Linked DNA regions of Pan troglodytes: region 2 is linked to region 1. Evidence: chromatin contacts called from public HiChIP or PLAC-seq data. All regions are on one chromosome and are shown on one strand. The core of a region is the stretch at or near the end of the contact, and the rest is flanking DNA. Distances in the headings are between cores, read along the strand shown.

What was found. HiChIP or PLAC-seq counts read pairs in DNA pulled down with a chosen protein or histone mark.
Region 2: a contact with region 1 is called in an H3K4me3 HiChIP or PLAC-seq map of stem cell-derived excitatory neurons, with 9 times the contacts expected there. The contact joins the promoter of HEATR1 here to the promoter of RYR2 in region 1. A contact is called at or near these places in 1 of 7 Hi-C or Micro-C datasets (induced pluripotent stem cells) and 1 of 1 datasets of contacts at active chromatin or transcription factors (stem cell-derived excitatory neurons).

What each region holds. Positions count from the first base shown.
Region 1 is chr1:12,128,993-12,136,271 of NHGRI_mPanTro3-v2.0_pri, forward strand. RYR2 (ryanodine receptor 2) reads right to left here and starts at 1,601. Exons shown (of 103, transcript XM_063790311.1): 1 at 1,453-1,601. The coding sequence starts at 1,500.
Region 2 is chr1:12,558,257-12,564,852 of NHGRI_mPanTro3-v2.0_pri, forward strand. It overlaps HEATR1 (HEAT repeat containing 1), which reads left to right and starts at 1,679. Exons shown (of 45, transcript XM_001157116.8): 1 at 1,679-1,852; 2 at 2,149-2,322; 3 at 2,893-3,109. The coding sequence starts at 2,181.

The DNA.
Region 1 (7,279 bases), core at 351-2,850:
TGGACCCTGGATTTTTATCCTTCCCAAAGCTTTCTCCCAGTCCGTTGAATGCACAAAAGAGAAAGAGACAGTCGTTTACAACGTTCCTTTGCAAATTCGCTGTTTTCATATGTTTAGTACCCAAATACATCAAGACTATTTTCACACCTAAAAGTTAATATTCCAAAATTCCACCGTCTCTACGATTTTCTGTGATTATAGGTAACCGTAACCGGGAAGTGGTTTTGTTTGTTTGTTTGTTTGTTTTGTTTTGTTTTTGTACTGCTGAGGAAAGAAGTACCAGCAGAAGCTGCAGTTCTAGGTTGGGGAAGTCTGGGGAATCCTGCAAGGGAACATCCTTCGGGAAGGAGGACAGAAGTGGAGAAGGAACGACTGAAAGGATGCTAACTAGGTTATTCTTAGCGGGAAGTTAGGGCATTTTCTTTTCTGGAGAGGCTCTCCAGTCCCAGCTTGGAGGTGTGCAATGCCTCAGCCTGGGAAGTATCTGCAGTGTTCGAACAAATGAGAGAAAGGAAGGAGCAGTGCCAAGAGGTACTTAAGGAGAAAGAATTGTATTAGTGTGGAGCCAACCTTTCCCTGCCTGCCACCCAGTGTGGGGCAGCCACCCTGCCCTTACACTGACACTTACACACACACACTTTGCTTCACTTGGCATGCAGTAAGCCAGCATTTAGAGAACGACACGTTCACGATGTTCTCCCCAACACCACCCGCGCGCGCGCACACACGCAAACACACGCTCGCTTCCCATGCCTTCCACGCTTTGCAAGCGGTCACAGCACCACCACGGATGGCACCAGCCCCGGGAACCGCGGGGACCACGGAGGCGACTCCTCCTCCGCTTTCGCAGCACCTTGACTTGGGGGAAACCTCCGCGCAGCGTCCTGCACCATCACCCCCGCCCCCGGTCAGCTGCGCCGCACGCTACACGGAGTAAGCGAACCAACGTCTTCGCTCCGTGACAACGCGCGGGTCCAGCCCGAAAGCCCAAGAAACCTCCCGGCGGCGGTATTCCCAGAAACAGCCCGAGTTCCCGCCGCTCCCCGCGCCCCCACGGGCCACCCTGCTGTGCACCCTGCCCCCGGCCGCCCGGGAGGTCCCAGCCGTGCCACCAGGCAGGCCGGACCGGCCGTCCCCTCCTCCCCCGGTTCCCGCAGCTCCGACGCTCCTGTCCCCGGTGCCCCGGGTCCGAGCCCGGGCGCCTGCCGCCGGCTAGCCGCGCTCCATCCTCTAGCTTTCCACACTCGCGCACAGACACGCGCCCTTGCCTTCCCTCGCCCCAACACGCACACCTGCACACACTTGGTGATGCCCGCTCCTCCCGCATCCTCAGGAGGCACCCCTCGCCCCGCCCGCGAGTCCCCGCTGCCCGCTGTCACTCTGCCCGGACCCCGCTAGTGGATGCCCTGACGCCCCCTTCCCCTGACAGCACACGCGACGCACGGCGCTTACAGTTCGCAGGAACTGGATCTCGTCTTCGCCCTCGCCCCCATCGGCCATGGTTCCGCGCCTCCTCGCCGGGGCCGGCTCCCGAGCCCCGCGGAGCTCGGCGGCGGCGGCGGCCCCTGGCGCTGCCTTCTGCTTCTGCTGCCGGGAGCCGGGGGCTGGAGGGGGCCGCGCTGCCGGGTGCCGAGCGCCGGGCGGTCCCCGCCTGCAGAGCGGAGGAGGAGGCGCGGACGCTCGGGCGCGGGTGGTCGAGGCGCGGGGCCTCCCTGCTCCGCACTGTGCGGGAGGAGGGCGGCCCGGGCCCGGAGGACGCGGGGAAGCAGCCCCGCAGCCCAGCCGCGCTCGCTGCCTGCAGCCAGCGGTCCGCTCGGCCCCGGCTCCTCCGAGCAAGTGCGCGGAGCCAGCTGAGCCGGGGTTAGTGCAGCGGTGGGGGTGGGGTGTGGGGGCGGGCGGGGAGGAGCTCGGCGGCTCCCCGCTGCTGCAGGTAATCCGCAGCCCGCTCCTCCGGGCCGCCAAACCCGAGGCCCAGCGCCACTTACTGGCTGCGCTGGGAATCGGGGCCGGAGCGCACCCGGCGAGCGCACAGCCTCCTACCTGCGCCCCGCTGGGGTCCCTGGGCTCATTCCCCTGCCCCTTCCGAGCTTAAAACCGCCGGCACGACGCCCCTTCCTCCTGGACTGGGCTAGGGCGCTAACTTCCAAGGCACTTCGGATCGCACGGAAGAATGATATCTTTCACCTGGGCGCACGGGGTGGCTAATCTCCAAGTAGAGATTACCCAACACCTGGTATTTTAAACGTGGATTACCTCTATTCATGATCAAATGGGAATTCTTCAAGATCTAGTTTTAGTGTACCATGCTTTTCGCAGATAATCGATGCAACGTGCACGGTTTTGGTGCACAGAACTTTAACATTCAACAAATATATAGTGAGCGCCTATGCCAGACAATGTGGTACAAGACAGACCCAGAAGTGTGTAGTCTGTATTCGAAGTGCAAGCCTTAATTCAACAAGGAATTGCGGTAAAGTATGGGATACTATCTATAAGTCTGAACCACTGGATGGGTCTAAAGTCAGACTGTGCTACCCATTATCCTTGCTGAGAGAAGAAATTCAAGCATTCCACCGCAGATAGTAATATCTTGCTCTCGCAATCCTCCATGCAATAGTCTACCAAATGCCTGCTTAACAAACGGCTATGACTAAGAAAATACAGGGTCTGAGACAATTTGGACAAGAAAGCAATTTGTCTCTTGTTCCTAGTCCACAGCGCTTTCATTTATCATACTTAAAATAAGTATGTGCAAAGTAAAGTTTTCAAATGTCAGTACTACAGAGATGCAGACATTGTAAAACAAGGATTTTTGCGTCCGTTTACCTACATCTTACATTCTGCGGCATCTAACTCATTATTAAAATCGACCACTGAGTTCTATGCAGTTTATATTTTATTTTTAGCATTCATTAACTTTGTACTTACTGGGGTAGGTTTTGTAAATTTCCAGGAGAATGACAATATGTGTATAAATACTCGCTGTCCGTGGTAGAACTAGTAATGTTCTGCCCTATCTCATGGAAGTATACCAGTCACCTTACCTAAAAACTTGACCTATCCCTGTAGCCATGACGACTAACCAACTCTTAAACCATTATTATTTATGTGAATGTTTACTCTTACGAGTCTCTAAAGGAACAACCAGTGAGCTCCCAAAAAGTCGGGTAAGAGTCCTCCATGAGCAATGACTATATTCTGAAATTGGCTCCTGATTTAATGTTAAATGATTTGATCTTCCAAATTTAGAACGTATCAAATTGACGTTTTAAACTATTTTATTCAGAACTATGCAGAGACAGGTTTCTTAATTACTCCATTCTACCCAGATGGTAGGTAAAATAATATAAAAACGCTTACCACGTCTTCATTTTGGCATTTTAACTAGGCTGTAAACTGTTCTAGCAAGAGTTATGGTTATTATTTCTTTAGTTCTCTCAATGTAAGTGGAATAATGCTAAATGGCCTAGACACTCGATGTTTCTTATTCACCCCATACAGTCTTCAACAGCAAGTAGACATAGGGCAGAGACTATTTATAAAACACACCGTGTATGTGGACTTTAAAACACAAAAATACAAAACTATGAGGTTTATAGATCTCTAGTCTGTTCTCAAAGTATAAAAATATGTTTGAGAATGATATACAACATTTATTTTTAAAAAGAAAACCAAAGCAAATATAACAAGTGTTTTAATACTGGTGATGGGCATATTGGTGGAATATTATTTTTGGTACTCTGATATTCTGTTATATTTCATAATTATATAACGAAATAATTTTTACAAGAAAGCAACTTCAGTGAAAGCTATGGAAACTTTTTACTTATAGCTTTTTAAAAAAAAATTTAACCCTTTTGGATGATTTAGTTATAATTCCCTAGTTTCTTCTTCTGGTGGACAATTGTAGTAAGAATTCCAGTGCAGAGATCATAGGATACTAACTAACCTCGATTTTAAGTGTACTTGAGAAAAAATACATAAAATTTGGATACAGCTTAAAGTTTATGTTTACTGTATTTAATTCTTATTGTAGACTCAGACTAAAAGAAATTAACAAGTAGACCTTTTTCTAGGCACAAAACTACAGTTCATTAAATAGAAAAAAATTATTTACCATTTTCATTAGAAAATAGTATTTGATATCTATATATTTTGTAATTTTTATTAAAATATTTATTGGCTGGGCATAATGGCTCGCACTTGTTATCCTAGTGCTTTGAGAGGCCAAAACAGGAGGATTGCTTGATGCCAGGAGTTCAAAATGAGCATGGGCAATGGAGACCTCATCTCTACAAAAAAAAAAAAAAAATTTAATTAGCTAGGCATGGTGGCACAAACCTGTAGTTCTAGCTACTGGGAGGCTGAGGTAGGAGGATTGCTTGAGCCCAGGAGTTTGAGGCTGCAGTGAGCTATGATCAAGCCACTACCCTAGTAACAGAGCAAGACCTGATCTCAAAAAAAAAAATAAAATCTCTTTTTCTAAATTCATGTTATGTATAATAGTTTATTTTGCTTTTTATTATCTTAATATTGCTTTATTATAATATAATCTTTATATTCAATAAATAACACTACATTTTAAATCTTTATTAATCATAAAATTATTAATAAAAAGTTTAGAGGATGACTAAGAAACATTTCTATGTTTCTTAGTCCAAATTTGGGGAGTATTCTTCTTTATGACTAATTTTATATTCTGCAAGAGAGGGAAAAATTATATTTTTGCTTTTTTAATTAAGAGTTTTTCTGCAGTCATCTAATTAAGAATGGGCCATCGTAGCCCACTTATTCACTTGGCAGGATGCTAGACAGCCTTAAAGAAGAAAAAAATTAGGACAAATGTAAGCTTTTTCATTTTGACTTACAATTTACTAAGCTCCCCAATGATGTACATGAGCTTAAAAAATTAACTTCTTCCTCAAGGTTTCTACGGAAACTCAGCAAAATACTCAATGTTATCATTTTAATTCAGCTCCTTTCAATTAAGATTACATACATTAAAGGCTTTATTACTGACTTGAAAGCCTCTGGAATTGTCATCGAATCATTATAAAATTAGGATTAGAGAGCCTCTAACGTCCTGAGATTTAGCCCATTTCTTGTTAACTCAGATTTCCTGTTTCAAAATCTCTAAGGAACATTTCATACCTATCTTCTTATCCCACTTCAGAACTCAACAGACCAACATTTTATAAAATTTCCGTTTTATTTACATCCTTATTGCATGTGTTCTAAAATACTATAATTCTTATGAGCACCTGTCCTAGAAATAAATCCCTGGGGAATTCACCACAAGCCGTCCTCAGGTCACATGGCCTGAATCTCTGCATTAATGCAAGATGGCCAGAAATTACATTACGAATGATGACGATGGTGATGAAACTTCATTTATTGAGCATTTACTATGCTCCGAGCACTTGCATTTTATTTTTTCTTTTCGTCTTCGCAGCAATATCATTTTTGAAAAACAGGAAAGAAGGCTTAAAGAAGTTAAGTAGCTTGGCCAAGAGTATGCAGCTGCTGAGTTTTGACACAGGGGTCCGAGGACTTATACTCCTCCCCTACCTCCATCCCAAAGCGGAAAGCACAAAAAAGAGTCTAGACTAGCGTGAACTATAAAAGGCTCTGGCAGCCCCGGGAGATCTGTCCCTGGTTTCAGGCCAGAGCAGGTCCTGCTAGCTCTTGGAATGCCAAGTAAGTTCTGGAAAGAGACAGGGATTACTATGTGTTCAGAAATAATATCCAATTTGTGCCTTTCTCCGCAGTTTGGATTCTTAGGGGAAATCAGTTTTTCAAGACTTGAAGGTTATTCACCACTATCGTATTAGTTCCTTTCCAAATTATGAAGCCCCAAACTACAATTAGTATTCTGATTTCCAGGGTCAGGACTGAACTACATGCAGATAGAAAAAGTACACATGATCTACCTCTTGGCATCAGAGGAGCCCTGGACATCACAGAGAAGGGTGACCCCACCTGACGAAAAGTCTGCTTATTGCTGTAGTCCCCTCTTATCCACAGCTTTGCTTTCTGCAGTTCCAGTTACTCAAAGTTCCAAAATATAAAATGGAAAATTCTAGAAATAAACAATTCCTACATTTTTAATTGTGTGCCAGTTTGAGTAGCGTGATGAAACCTTGTACCATCTCACTCTGTCCCATTCGGGACATGAATCATCCCTTTGTCCAGCGCATCCACTCTTCTGTACTCCCCACCGTTAGCCAGTAGCTGTTTCAATAATCAAATCGACTATCCTGGTATCATGGTGCCTGTGTTCACGTATCCCTTATTTTACTTCATAATGACTCCAAAGTGCATGAGTAGTGATGCTGGCATATTGTTATTATTGTTCTATTTTATTACTAGTTATCATCGTTCATCTCTTACTGTGCCTCTTATAAACTAAACTTAAACCTAGGTTTGTATGTATAGGGGAAAAACACAGCATACATAGGGTTCAGTCCTATCCATGGTTTTGAGCGTCCCCTGGGGTCTTGGAATGTATCCCCTACACATCAGGAGGTATGGGTTCCTAAGGAAATGTGGGTTCCCCAGCCGCATTTCCAACTCAAATTGCCTAGTGGCTTCCCAAGTAGGTCATTCTGACTGTCACGTGTCTCTGAAGGCAGATCTTCCTCCTGATTTGCCTATTTCTGTTGTACTACAGCTCGAATCCAAACTCTGATCACCGTTTTTGATTCCTCTCTCACCTTCCCCACTGAACGTCAGTGTCTTTTTATAAGTAAAAGGCATTTTCCTGATTCTTGTCTTTATATCCCAGAGTATTTCACTAACATCATCACTAATCTTCCTGTTTCTTATGCTTTTCCAGTGCAAATCATCTTCCTGACTCCCACCAGCACCACCCCCTATAATAATGTTTTCATCTGGTCACTTCCTTGCCCAATAAGAACTAGAACCATTGCAAGGTGGCCCCCAGATGCCTCCAGGTTATGTTCAAACCCCTCATCTTGGCTTTGGAGACTCCCCACGATATAGCCTTAAACATACCTTTTCAATATTCCTTTCCTAGTATTCCCGTTTTGCCTCCCAACCAGACTACTGTTCTGCAGATTAAAAAGCTACTCAGCCGTGCCTCTTCTTTTGCCATTTCTTTAGCCATCCAGGGCCACAAAATCCTGCTGAAATCCACTCCATGCTTCAAGGACTAGTTCAAAGCCCCCTTCTGGGCTTTGATTACTCTGGCCAGAGATTGTATCTCCCTCCTGTGAACCACAGCCCTTGATCCTGTATTGCCCAGGCCTGTAGGTGTATG
Region 2 (6,596 bases), core at 429-2,928, 430 kb after region 1:
ACTATACACCATCACAGCTGACATAGGAAGGACTGAGTCAAATCTTTGTAGCACTTTTTAAAGTTTCACTTAGATAAAGCTTTTAAAAAATATATACGGTATTTTTTAAGCAAAAAAAGCAAATTATCTTATCGATGAAACAGACCTGGTGTTCATTTCTTTTAAAGTACCGAAAGCTGATTGCTTCTGTAAAGGTAAAATTCCTGTGACACGTTAGAAAGAAAAAAAAATTCCTTTGAGAGATATGTTCGTAAGAATGAAATAGGTACTACTAGAATTTTCATGTTATTCTCTGCAAGGCACTCAACACCACATGAAAAGAAGATTATTAACGGTCAGTAGAAATACTAATAACTGAAGAAAATATTTGGTTGTTTTCAATGCTTTTAAAGCAAACCAACAAAAGATTGTTTGTAAATGGGAGAGAATCTGCATGAGGTATAGACAACCAGGGCCTCCAAATTTGTAGCTGTGTTTCTGACATTCTCCAGGGAAGACGGTTACAGAAAGACTTGACCCCCTGGCCCCGCAGAGCTCTTCGGAGAAATTAATGCATCCAGAAAAGACAGAGCATCAGATCTCACTCCTTCGTCTGGAAGACGAAGTTCATCCTAGTTCTAGCGCATACCAGTGTTTTGGAAACAGATTAGGTATATTCATACATAAGGATACTCTTCTGCAACACTATCTGTAGTGAGGCCAAGAAGACCAGTGGTTGCGGGAATCTTCGCAAACAGGCAAGAGACAATTTTTAGGGGCGATGGAAACTGTCATTTTGACTGGGGAGGTCATTACACCTATACATGCATTTGCTAAAAGTCATCAAACTCTTCCACTGACGTGGGTGCAACCATTGTTTGTAAATTATACCTCAACAGGATTCGATTAATTTATTTATTGAGACAGTCTCGCTCTGTGGAGTACAGTGGTGCGATCTTGGCCCACTGCAACCTCCGACTCCCGGGTTCCAGCGATTCTTCTGCCTCAGCTTTCCTAGTAGCTGGGATTACAGGCGCCCGCCACCACGTCCGGCTAATTCTTTTATTTTTAGTAGAGACGGGGTTTCGCTATGTTGGCCAGGCTGGTCCCGAACTCCTGACCTCAGGTGATCAGCCCGCCTGAGCTTCCCAAAGTGCTCGGATTACAGGCCGCGCCTGACTAGGATTCGTTTTGAAAGAAGAAAATATATGCCATTTACCCCTCGGGAATGGAAACATAGAGGAGTGACAAGATCTCCCCCAAGCTCTGGGGCGGTGGAGTCCAGCATTTATAGATCGGTTTGCACTAGGAGCAGAGGCTCCTTTCACGACAATCTCGGCCTCTTCCCACTTTGTAGAGTAAGTAACAAGCTCGGAGAGATGAAATAATTTGGTGGCGTTAACCCGGCCGACAGGCGCCAGCGCCAGGATTTGAACCCAAACCACGTGACTTCACAACCCGTAGCTTTCAGCACTACGCGGTGCCGCTGGCACCTAGTAAAGGCTGGATCACTATATACTGAAAGAATGTTTCCGGCTACGGATCCTTAAAGCCCACAGAAGGCCCATCCAGAGACCGAAAGCTTCAGACACAAGCCGCAGAGCAGACCGCTAGACCGGAGCTACAGAGGCGAAGCTCGGACTTGAGCCTGAGTCCGGCGGGCTGAGGGGCGGGCTTTCGTCTCGGGAGGCGGAGCTGTCTCGTCGCATTCCCGGCAAGCTTGAACCTCTTCACCTGCCGTAGTGCCTGCAGCCGGAAGTTGCTCTACAGCATGCTTTAGGTTTCCGGGTGAGGATTGGGCTCCTTGGTACCATGTGGGAAGTGCTGTGAAGAGTTGTTGCCTTCCAAGATATACCCAAATTCCCAGTTCTAGGTAAGGAGGAGCACAGAGCCGCTTGATGTGGCTGCGGATGGGGGCGGCATATCGAGGGAGGGTAAGAGTTTTCCGGATATCTGCGGAATCAGGGTTGAAGGAAAGCCTTGGCGCGGTCGCCGCTACTGTAATTAGTTGTTAACGCTGTTGCCATCGTCTTTGCATCTCCGGGGTCCACAAATCTCAGGACAGCCGCGTTGTGTGTCCATGACGGTGCTGAGTGCAGAAGAAAATTGTTTGTTTACGAGGCGCCTTATAGTTTCGTAGAAACTTATCAAAGTGCTTACTTTTTTTAGCCCGTGTCATTAAAACTCCGCTGGCGTGAAAGATGACGTCCTTAGCCCAGCAGCTGCAACGACTCGCCCTCCCTCAAAGTGATGCCAGCCTCTTATCTAGAGATGAAGTTGCTTCTTTGTTATTTGACCCTAAGGAAGCGGCCACAATCGACAGGGACACCGCCTTCGCCATTGGTGAGCCATCTTTTAACTTAGAAAAGCTCTTGGAAGCGTTTGTTTTCTGGATGTTACTTTTTTTTTTTTTTCCCTTGTTTTCTCTTCTGTCCCGTCCTTTTCCTTAGCAGTTTCTAGCATGTTGATGTATATTTTTAAGGGAAAGAGAACATAACAGTCAGGTGCTTGGTGCTTGAAATGTTTATGAGTAGAGGTATCTGGATTTCACAGATGAAGAAACAAAATTAGAGAGGTCAACTAATATGTCAAAGAGAAGAACAGCTAAAAGGGGGATGGAGGCAGTGACTGGGGTGACGGAGAAGTCCTCTCAGAGGACTGGCCTAGTTATTGTAGGGGATATCCAAAAAAAAAAAAGTGTTCCTTGCCATGAAGTACTTTCTGTTCTAGTAGATGAGATAGGATTTACTCTAAATGTTGAAAACTAGAAATCAGTGTTTGGGACTGTATTATAAATTATATGTACTTAAAGAATTCAGAAACTTCTTAGGGGTAAGTAAAACTGTAAAAGAGGGGTGGGATGAATTTGCTTACGAAGGATTGTTAAATAAACTGGCCTTTTTTGAAATTTAGGATGTACTGGCCTGGAAGAGTTGCTTGGAATTGATCCTTCCTTTGAGCAGTTTGAAGCACCGTTGTTCAGTCAGCTAGCAAAAACCTTGGAGCGAAGTGTTCAGACCAAAGCAGTAAACAAACAGCTGGATGAAAACATTTCATTATTCCTTATTCACTTGTCGCCTTACTTCCTGCTTAAGCCAGCACAGAAGTGTCTGGAGTGGTTGATTCACAGGTAGCTAATAGAATTACAGAAATAACTATGGGCTAATCACTTTGGTCTTGTAAAAAATAAAGTAGTTGAGAACTTATCAAGTTAAAGCTGAAAAATTAGGTATATTAAGAGATTGATACAATGTCCATTGTGTGAGATAAGCATGCTCTTCTGCCTTTAAATTCTTTTTTGTTGATAGTGAAAAGTAGAACTACTGGTGATTTTGAGTAAATGGTCTAACCTCATTAGTTTTTTTTGTTTTTTTTTTTTTTTTTTTTTGAGATAGAGTCTTGCTGGTCACTCAGGCTGGAGTGCAATATTGAAATCTTGGCTCACTGAAACCTTTGCCTCCCAGGTTCAAGTGATTCTCCCACCTCAGCCTCCCAAGTAGCTGGGATTACAGGCACCTGCCATAATGCCTGGATGAGTTTTGTGTTTTTGTAGAGATGGAGTTTCACTGTGTTAGCCAGGCTGGTCTTTAACCCCTGACCTCAGGTGATCCACCTGCCTCGGCCTCCCAAAATACTGGGATTACAGGTGTGAGCCACCTCGCCCAGCCTAACCTCGTTAGTTCTGAAGAGCCCATGCTACTTTGCCATTACAGCTTGTTCCTGCACACTTGAGGCAGTGAGTACTAAGCTTCTTTCTTGGCAAAATAACAAGATGGTTGGGGAAGCAGGCAGTGTTATCCTCTGAAATACCACTACTTGAGAAAAACAATGATAGCTAATGTGTTTCTGAGCATTTATACACCAGGCCCTGGTAAGCACTTTATCTGCATTATCTCATTTAATTCTCACAGCATTCCTCTGGTGAGATTATTTGTATTATCCTTGTTTTACAGTTGAGAAAACTGAGGCTTAGAGGGATTAAGTTTCTTGAGTCACACAGCTAGTAAGTGGCAGAGCTGGGATACAGCTAAAGTTTATTTCCAAGGTCTGATCTTTTATCTGCTTTGGGAATTGTCTCAGTAAGCTTAGTTTATTTTCTCACATATTGGTGTCACATCACAGCATACACATTTTTGTTTTATTTATTCTCCCAATATGTATGTCTTTTTTTTTTTTTTTTTGAGACAGTCTCGCGCTGTCGCCCAGGCTGGAGTGCAGTGGCACGATCTCGTCTCATTGCAACCTCCACCTCCCAGGTTCAAGCAATTCTCCTCCCTCAGCCTCCCAAGTAGCTGGGATTACAGGCGCATACCACCACGCCCAATTAATTTTTTGTATTTTTTTTTTAGTAAAGATGGGGTTTCATCATGTTGGCCAGGCTGGTCTCAAACTCCTGACCTCGTGATCCACTCGTCTTAGCCTCCCAAAGTGCTGGTGTGAGCCACCACAGCCACCGCACATGGCTGTCTTTTTTATTTTTATTTTATTGAGTGTCAGGATTTCATTCACCCAGGCTGGAGTGCAGTGGTGTGATCGTGGCCCACTTGACCCCCAGGGCTCAAATGATCCTCCGATCTCAGCCACCCAAGTAGCTGGGATTACAGGCATGCACCACCATGCCCAGCTAGTTTTTTTGTTTTTTGTTTTTTGTTTTTTGTTTTCATTTTTTGTAGAGACAGTGTCTCACTTTGTTGCCCAGGCTGGTCTGGAACTCCTGGCTTCAAGCGATCCTCCTGCCTCGTCGGCCTCCCAAAGTGCTGGGGTTACAGGCATGAGCCACCACATCCAGTCCAACTTACATGTTTTAAAAGTAGATTTCTATTCCATTAATTGGAGACATGGCTTCAAGGCCAGCCTGGCCAGCATGGTAAAACCTGTCTCTGTGACAAATACAAAAATTAGCTGGGTGCAGTGGCGAGCACTTGTAATTCTAGCTACTTGGGAGGCTGAGGCAGGAGAATTGCTTGAATCCAGGAGACAGATTTTGCAGTGAGCTGAGATCACGCCACTGCACTCCAGCCTGGGTAACAGGGAGACGCCGTATCAAAAAAAAAAAAACAAAAAATGGAGACGTGGGGATAAACTAATTTTTTTTCAAGAAGCAAGTGAGTCATCGAGAAAACATAATTTTAACTTGGGTCTTCTGATTGTCAGAACATTAGGGCAATCAGACAAAGAATATTTAAAAGTCTGTAATATTTCCATCTGTTTTCTAGCACCTAATTTTACCCCCAAATCATTAATGTAAGGAATACTTTTTTGCATTTGATTTTTCATTTTATGTCTTCAGATAACTTATTTATTCAGCAAATACTAAGTTCAGTACATAGATAAGTAGGTTGCCGTTGATTACTGTTTTGAAATAAATGCCATAATAAAGGATGAAGCACAGTTTTGTGGATATAGTTCTGCCTGGAATAGTTGAAGAAAGCTTCATGGAAAAAGTAACCGCTAAAACCGTATGTCAAACTAAGAGGCTGGGTTCAGTGGCTCACGCCTGTAATCCCAGCACTTTGAGAGGCTGAGGCAGGCCAGTCACTTGAGATCAGGAGTTTGAGACGAGCCTGACCAACATGGTGAATCCCTGTCTCTACTAGGAATACAAAAAAAATTAGCTGGGTGTGGTGGTGTGCACCTGTAATTCCAGCTACTTGGGAGGCTGGGGCATGAGAATCGCTTGAACTTGGGAGGCGAAGGTTGCAGTGAGCTGAGATCACACCACTGCACTCCAGCCTGGGTGACCAAGTAGACTCTGGAAAAAAAAAAAATCTAATAAAAGGCAATGTATGGTACTGTTTAAAAAAAGTACACGATGTAAAAGGATAGGAGAGTTTTCACAGAAGAGGGATCAGTTGGCAGAATTAGAAAAAGCATCTTAGCCAGGCATGGTGGCTCACACCTGTAGTCCTAGCACTTTGGGAGGCTGAGGCAGGTAGATTGCCTGAGCTCAGGAGTTGGAGACCAGCCTGGGCAACATGGTGAAACCCCATCTCTACTAAAGTAAAAAAAAAAAAAATTAGCTGGGCATGGTGGTATGCATTTGTAGTCCCAGCCACTTGGGAGGCGGAGGCAGGAGAATCTTTTAAACTTGGAGGTGGAGGTTGCAGTGAGCCGAGATTGTGCCACTGCACTCCAGCCTCGGCAACAGCAAGACTCCCTCTCCAAAAAAAAAAAAAAAAATGTTGACAGACCAGCCTGGGCAACACAGGGAGACCTAGTCTCTACATAGAAATAAAAAATTAGCCAGCTGTGATGGTGCTCCCCTGTGGTCCCAGCTACTCAGGAGACCTAGGTGGGAGGATCATTTGAGCCTGGGAGGTCGAGGCTGCAGTGAGCCGTGATCGTGCCACTGCACTCCAGCCTGAGTGGCAGAGCAAGACTCTATTCAAAAAATTAAATAAAAATTTTAAAGCTGAGAGAAAGTTAATGGGATGTATATTTTGATGTGGAATATTCAAAGATATTGCATAGGAATTGGCTGGACCATGTTGAGGGATATGTGAATGCAAAATTGAGGACTTTTTAAATGCTCTGTATCTTGCTTATAATTTTGTGATTTTTACTGCTACTCGTTCTAGGTTGTTTTAGCTTATTAATAATACAGTTTGGGCATGTGA